Linked DNA regions of Sus scrofa: region 2 is linked to region 1. Evidence: chromatin contacts called from public Hi-C data. All regions are on one chromosome and are shown on one strand. The core of a region is the stretch at or near the end of the contact, and the rest is flanking DNA. Distances in the headings are between cores, read along the strand shown. Region 1 holds the start of DMRT3 (doublesex- and mab-3-related transcription factor 3). Region 2 holds the start of LOC100155087 (forkhead box protein D4-like 1).

Region 1 (3,670 bases), core at 803-3,302:
TGGTTGCCACCTTCCCAAGAGCCTGGAGATTTCAGCATGGAAACTCCCAGATACAATGTCATTCTAGGTCCTCTCTGTCTCTCCTCACGTGAATCGCGACTGGCTATTTTCCCACTTCCCTGCTGCTGGCCCACGGGGCTTCTGGTAACCTATGCCTCCATTCTTGAGAGTTTATGAAGTTCCTCCCAGTTGTAGTGTTTTAGGGCTTGTTTCCTCTCCAAGTGTGGGAGGAGAGGATCGATGAGGTGATGAGAAGTAGGAGGGTTAGGGGCAAGACCCAGGGGTTGGTGCCTAAAGTGGCTTTGGGGACAGGCCTCTCTTGCAAAGTTTTCCTTTCTGCACCCCACTGGATCTGCAGGTCAGAAATGGGAGAGATGGGGGGCAGTAAAGGGCCTCAAGGGAAATACAATCAACCATGTTCCCTTTTTAACTTCCTCCCCTCCCGGAATCACCCTTCTAGGTGGAGGGTTGGCTGCTAAAACGTGTGATGGTATTTGAATTCACAGCAAATACAGAGGGACATTTTTGGGTTGCCTGTTGGCTTCATGGGCAGGTGAAGGCAGATAAAAGCTTAGAGGACAAGGACCACTGTGCAACCAAATGTTTGCCCATCGGGGAACTTGTCTATGTAGGTGTCCCATTTGATTCGCCCAGATCGCCAAGAGATGAGTTCAGGGTCTGCTCTAAGGAGCTTGTAGACCTTTAGCTGTGGGACTGCCGCCTCCCCTGCTTCGCACTGAGACATCGTGCTACTCTGTGCAGCTGTATCCACCTGCCCTTTATTATTATTATTATTATTTGCTCTGGGGGCAGGCCCATGTGCATTTGTGGCAGTAGTCTGCTTTATGCCAAACCCGTACTCAGAGATTAAAAGCACGCAGATAACAGGTTAAACAGTTTTATGCTGTTACCTTGTGCAAGGGCCCTCTCCCACCCCATCTACCCAAAGACGCTGGGGGTGTTGGTGTGATCCTATCCCTTACTCATAACTAGAGTGCTGATTCCGTGGAGGTTTGAAATGGGTGATGCGAAACCTCCGTTTGATCGGTCAAAGGCAGTTGGGCGGAGGAGGGGAGATCATGACTGGTAACTCTGGGGATGCAAGCGTGGCTCCGTCTGCTCTCTGAAAGTTTAGACCCAGTACTTAAGTAAATCCTCCATAAGAGCACTTCTCAGTCTTTCAGAACAGAGACTTTTATTAAAACGTGGGGATGAGGGTAGAGAAACTCAGCGCCAGAGAGGAGGGACTGGTTTCCCCTGTTAAGTAGCCTGCAAAATGGATTGTCATCCTTGGACCAGAGGTTTTCTAATATTGTCTTCCGCAGCTGCAAAAGAAAAAACAAAGTTGCAAAAGGAAATCAAGAAAGCTAACATTTCTCGAACCAATTCCACTGCCCTTCCCCCAACTCCCCCCGCCAGTGGCCGCCGGGCCTCGCTCCCCCCAACTTAAAACCCTCTTGGCTCACGCCGGGACCAGGGTGCACCCACAACTCTCCGGTAGACTCCGGTTCTCTCGGAGCGGTGTATCTGTGGCCAAGTGTGAGAATGAAGGCGGCCTTGGGGTCGGCGCTGCCAAATCAGGCCTGGAGGGAGGGGAAAGAGAGCGAAGGAGCTCGCCTACAGTCACCCCCACTCTCACCCGCGCTGGTCCCTTCTTCCCCGCCCCGCGTGCACCACCGCGTAGCGAAGCGCTGCAGTGACTGCCGCCGCGGCAGAGGAAGCGCTGGGTGCTTGGAGGAGGGGCCTTGAGCGCCCCCGTGAGAGTGGCCGTGCGGCAGGTGGCAAAGAAGGTGAAGTGCAGGAACTGGAGGGGCTTGAGCTGCAAGGAAGGAGGCAGGCTTGGAATAAGAAGCCAGGGACCCGGGGGGTTGGGGTGGGGGTGGCGGTGGGAGGGAGGAGGAGAGGGGGGAGGGCGGCGGAGGAAGTGCCTGGCCGGCCAGCGCGGGAGCCGCAGACGAGCTGGCTCAGATCTTAATCGGAGCTCTTGCCGGCTCCTGGCAGCCGCTGCAGCGCTTGGGCGAAGAAGGACGTGCCGGCCAAATACGCTACCGGCGTGGGATAGGTAGAGCGCCAGCCGGGAGTCTGAGGCTGCTAGCTGAGCGCCGCGGGAGCAGTAAACAGCTGCTGCCCCGCCTGCCACGCCGGAGCGCACGCGGCTGCTGGGACTGCGTGCCTGCGGGACCAAGGACTGCGCCGCCCGGAGGCCGCCCCAGAGCCGGCCTCCCAACCCCGCCGTCCAGCGTCCGCCTGACCCGCTCTCGCCGCCAGTCCGCCAGCTCTTCCCGGGGCCCGGGGCATGAACGGCTACGGCTCCCCCTACCTGTATATGGGCGGCCCGGTGTCGCAGCCGCCGCGGGCGCCCCTGCAGCGCACGCCGAAGTGCGCGCGCTGCCGCAACCACGGCGTGCTGTCCTGGCTCAAGGGCCACAAGCGCTACTGCCGCTTCAAAGACTGCACCTGCGAGAAGTGCATCCTCATCATCGAGCGGCAGCGGGTCATGGCGGCCCAGGTGGCGCTGCGCAGGCAGCAGGCCAACGAGAGCCTCGAGAGCCTCATCCCAGACTCTCTGCGCGCCCTGCCGGGACCTCCACCGCCAGGAGACGCCGCCGCCGCCCCGCAGCCGCCGCCGACCTCGCAGCCGTCGCAGCCGCCTCCGCCGCCGCGTCCAGCCGCCGAGCTGGCAGCGGCCGCGGCGTTGCGCTGGGCTGCTGAGCCCCAGCCCGGGGCGCTGCAGGCGCAGCTCGCCAAGCCAGGTAAGAGCGGCTGGGCGAAAAAACTTCCAAGCGGCTGTTGTGGCTTTGCCAGGGAGGCCGGGAGGCCAGTTTTGGGGAAGTTGGCTCGGCCCGGCTTTCCGCCCCATCTTTCAACAAGCTAGTCCTAAGTCTCTCGGCCTAAGCAGCCTTCAGTCTGGAGCACGTGGGAATGACGCCTCGGCTCGCCAAGTGCCTTTCCCAGGTTAAAAGAGGAAGGGTTAATAAAGAGGTCAGAACTGGACCAAGTTAAAATGCAGCAGGCCAGGATTTTCTGGCTTCCGGCTTTAGTGGGCTCGGTATTTAGAAGCTGCGATGGATATGTGCAGGAAAGGAACTGAGATCCCAGGCGTGTCTGATTCTCGGCGTTTTTCTGGGCTCTCTGGGAACTGCAGGGAACCTGAAGCCTTCATAGTAGCCAACTGTGGGCTCCAGCTTCTTGCAGTTTGTTGAATGAAGCCTCATTTAGAAGCAATGATAAAGACGACCAGAAAGGCCCCTAGACTGATAGCAGGGACCCAGAATCTGGTGCCCCCAGAGTCAGCCAACTCCTTTTGCAGAAGGGCTCAGGTCCTTTAACACCATTTTGAAGGCAGCCCTTAGCAGTCTCTTTGGTTTTAAAGAAATACAAATAAAAAGACTTACAGTGAGAAAGGCCCCCGCCCCTGGAGAGTGCTTTCCCCAGTTGTGGGGGTGGGGGTGCTGGGCCTCCTCTGGTCCTCTCCCCTTTCCTCTCCTCCTCTGCTGCATGCCTTACAGTTAGAGAGTGTGGATCTGCCTTCAGCCTTGAAGATGGGCACATTCCCCTTCCTCACCTTTATGTCCTTCAGGCCTCTCTACCCTTGCAAACCCCTGTGGAGTCTTTTGTGCTTGGGAATTTCTGGCTTATATTGTTGTCCAGCTCAAGTGTTCCTTAGATT
Region 2 (3,752 bases), core at 1,246-3,745, 740 kb before region 1:
AGTTTTAAAAACCATTTTGAAAATGGATTGTTTCCTATGTCTATAATGAATATGAATTGTAAAACAAAAATTGTTTAATTGGGAGGAAAGAACTACGTTTTAAAATGTTTCATTTAGAAAGCGAATAATGAGAATATCAAATAAGCAATATCGTGTAATGATTTAGCACTTTATTTAGTCTATATAATTAGGTTTAATTTTAACACCTCTGTGCACATCAGACACACAAATCAGGAATAAAACCTCTGAAATTAAAATTCTACTTATATTACACATCGATTTCAGGAAGACATAAAGGGCACACGCATTCTGCACTGGACTTGGGAATAATACTTGCAGCGAAGACAGGGGTGGGGGCACATGTTGTGCACTGGACAATTTATTTTCATTGTTTTTCTTTTAATGCTAGAACAAAATGTCCCACTCACGTTCATAGTTCCTCTGGAAATGTGCAAATCGGAAAAGGCTTGGAAGTCACAACTGGAAGTTTTCTTTAAAAGGTGAGCCTTGATGACGCTGTCGGACGTTTACCTTCATGTTGTCTTAAGGGAACAGTAACCAAATTTTCCTTTCTAGAAATTTCGTTGTGAACAGAATTTAGTGGTTTCTCCTCTTCGGAATAAAGATGCACGCACCAGGTCCAGGCTATGCAAGGTGGAGTGTGCCAGAGCAGACTGGGAGGAGAGCATAACCTTGGGTGGCTCCGCCCTCCGGCTTGGTTCCCGGTCCTTCCCGAGGAGCTGGCACCTGGCAAGCTGTGGATGCTACTCAAAAGGCAGACGAGGTCCCCTCTCTGCCGGAAAGGGCGACCAGCGACCTAAACCTAGGGCCCTCTGCTCCCGGCTGACAAGCCAGTAACGCCGCGGTGGCGGACAGGTGCCGGCCCAGCAGAGCGCCCTTGCTGGGAGCGCAGCCGCTGGCACAGTCCTGCTGCTGTTGCTGCTGCTGCAAAATCGTCCGGGCAGCGGATGCGGCGGCGGCGGACACGTGGAGCAAAGGGGCAGCAGCTTGGGGATGCAACAGGCACGACGGGCGCTGCAGCAGGTGGTAGTAGCCCCACGGGGGCGGGGGCAGATTCTGCACAGCGCCAGAACTAGCTCCCCGGACTCCTTGCATGATACTCTCGATGCTAAAGGAGGTGCATCTGCCTCCTGACTGGGACGCCGGTCCCTTGCCCTCTTCCCAAGGTTGGGAATCCAGCGTGGGTTGAAGCGCCGAAAGGGTGCCAGGGGTCATCAGATCCTCGCCTTCAGCTTTCCTGGGCGACTCAGCGTAGGCTGGGGCAGAGAGAAGCAGGTAGCGGAGGGGGTGAGGATGCAGCAGTGCGCAAGGGCGGCTCGCGGAAGTGGGAGCAGAATAGGCCCCGAGGACCGGCTGCGAAGGGGTCGGAGGCCCAAGCAGCATGCCTGTGTAGGGGCCGTGCAGGGCGGCGGATGCAGCCGGCAGGGGGAAGGGGTGGTGCAGGTGGGCCACCGGGGGCTGGTGGTGGCGCTTGAAGCGCTTCCTGCGCCGAAGGAAGCTGCCATTGTCGAACATGTCTTGGGAGGCGGGGTCCAGGCTCCAGTAGTTGCCCTTTCCCGGGTGTCCTGGCTCGCGGGGAATCTTGACGAAGCAGTCGTTGAGCGAGAGGTTGTGGCGGATGCTGTTCTGCCAGGCGGGGAACTTGCGGCGGTAGTAGGGAAAACGACCGCTGATGAAGGCGCAGATGCCGCTGAGCGTGAGGCGCTTGTGCGGGCTCTGTAGAATGGCCATGGTGATGAGTGCAATGTATGAGTAGGGGGGCTTCGTCGGCTGCGTACCATCCGCAGAAGCCGCTGCAGACCCGGTTGATGTCCTGAATTCGGAGGAGTCGCTCGGGCAGCAGCCGCTCTCAGGGCGGTCTCGGGGAAGTGCGCCCGCGCCCCGCCGCGCCCCCTGCGGCTCTGGCTGGTGCAACTGCTCTAAGAGCCGCTGGCTCCTCTCAGGCTCGTCGTTCTCCTCTTCCTCCTCCTCGTCTTCATCTTCCTCCTCTCCCAGTATATCGATCTCACCGTCTTCCCCATCCGAGCTCCGGAGGCTGCGTGGGGGTGTGGAGCGAAGGGGCTCAGTACTTGGCAAGTTCATGGAGGAGCAGGTCCTGCAGACACCAGGGAGGTGCGGCCGCTCACCTGGTTCTGGATGGGCTGGGCTGGAAGCTTGGTTGAAGTGTCCAAGAACGAAGGATGCTCGAGGTTACCCTTTCAGGTGATTTTTTTTCTGCTGCTGGTTTCTCCTCCTTTCCTACACCGTCCAGCAAAGACGCACTTTCCCTTTTATTAAAAGTTCTTCTGACTCCCCCACCTCCCTTTATACTCTTTCTTGCCCTTCCTTAGAGCGCTCACTTCCTCCCGACGCAGTCCAATGATAAGGGTCCTTTGTGCATTACCCCACGACGCCGAAACAGCCTTCAGCCTCCTCCTTCTTACACACACCCGCCACCAAGGAAGATGCTTCACTCCTCAGGCCTAGCCAGCCAGTCTGGCCGAGAGTTGCACAGGCTCTGTTAACTCACTTTGAAAACGGCGCAAATAAAAAAGAGGTAGGGAAATTATATACTTGGCAATCCAAGGCTACCTCGATATTCAAGCCTCTCTCCTGAAGGTTAAAAAAAAGCAGGAGGGGGTGGGGGTGGGTGAGGCACTGAAATGTATATGGTGTTTGACTCTAAAAGAATGTATAACAGTAAAAGTGTGTTTTGTGTTTCAGAGCTGGTTAATCTCGCATTTTCAATTGGTAGATTCTGTCCTCATCTAGAACAATGAGCTGAAATATTTTTAATGTTCTAACTACATCCTCCAGCTAAGGGTGGAGCAAGAGAGGGTGTTGCCTTGTTCCTACTACCCCCTATCTCAGCTTCCCAAAATATTCTCCCTGACTCAAGTTTTCAGAAAAATCTGAAATGTCCTGCCATTACGCTGCCGAAGTTCAGGATGGAGGGAAAGCAAGAGGGCTAAATAGAAGTCCCCTTTCAGCAGTGATTCTCAATTTCTTTCAACATTAACCTGAGAATGAAGTACATTTTATAACCACCATCTTGCTTGTAGACTTATATAACTGTTTCACAAGACAAATGATCACTATTTTTTTTTCTTTAAGGTCATGACCAACTAAACTGATTTTGCTGCATACTAATTAGTACAAACCCAGTTTGAAAAATCCTTTTCACAAAAAATGGCCCAACAACTGCAAAGGATGCAGCCAATCTGAGCCAGACTCTTTCTTTCTTCCTTCTAAAAACAACAACAAAAAACATTAAGAACTTTTGACTATAAAATAAATCCTAATCTTGGAACTTAAACGAGGCAAAAAGGGCTGCAATTTTGGTGTCTGTAAATCACCAGATGTCAGTCCTTACTCATGCAGCAGAGAAGCAAGATGACAGAGGTGCTCTGTTTAAGTCACTTGACATCTTGGAAGTAACAGGATTTTTAGATTGGCTTCATTTAGATCAGCTCGGAGAATAAAGTAACCATGCAGTGCAATATAATTTAATGTGTGTTATATAACTAGGGATCTTATGGTAAAATACTGAGCAGCAGTACATTCCTAATACCCACCTACATGTGAAGCAAATTTGAGGTGACATCTAATAAAAATGCAGCATTAAAATATTGTAGTATGCCATTGATTAGTACATAGTAAATCTTCCATTAATGTCTGTAAAATGACAATTTCTAGTGAGAAACCAGAAGCTGGGTAACATAGCAAAAAATAGCTTAAAGTAGCTTGTTTCT

The links. Hi-C and Micro-C count contacts between places; a contact is called where the count stands out from the background.
Region 2: a contact with region 1 is called in a Hi-C map of epiblast stem cells, with 2.5 times the contacts expected there. The contact joins the promoter of LOC100155087 here to the promoter of DMRT3 in region 1. A contact is called at or near these places in 2 of 47 Hi-C or Micro-C datasets (epiblast stem cells and heart right ventricle).

What each region holds. Positions count from the first base shown.
Region 1 is chr1:220,832,462-220,836,131 of Sscrofa11.1, reverse strand. DMRT3 (doublesex- and mab-3-related transcription factor 3) reads left to right here and starts at 2,052. Exons shown (of 2, transcript XM_021064400.1): 1 at 2,052-2,753. The coding sequence starts at 2,297. LOC110255645 (a long non-coding RNA gene) reads right to left here and starts at 2,521. Exons shown (of 3, transcript XR_002336226.1): 1 at 2,321-2,521; 2 at 1,489-1,583; 3 at 1,173-1,325.
Region 2 is chr1:221,576,428-221,580,179 of Sscrofa11.1, reverse strand. It overlaps LOC100155087 (forkhead box protein D4-like 1), which reads right to left and starts at 2,495. Exons shown (of 1, transcript XM_021075468.1): 1 at 1-2,495. The coding sequence starts at 2,103. The coding sequence ends at 769.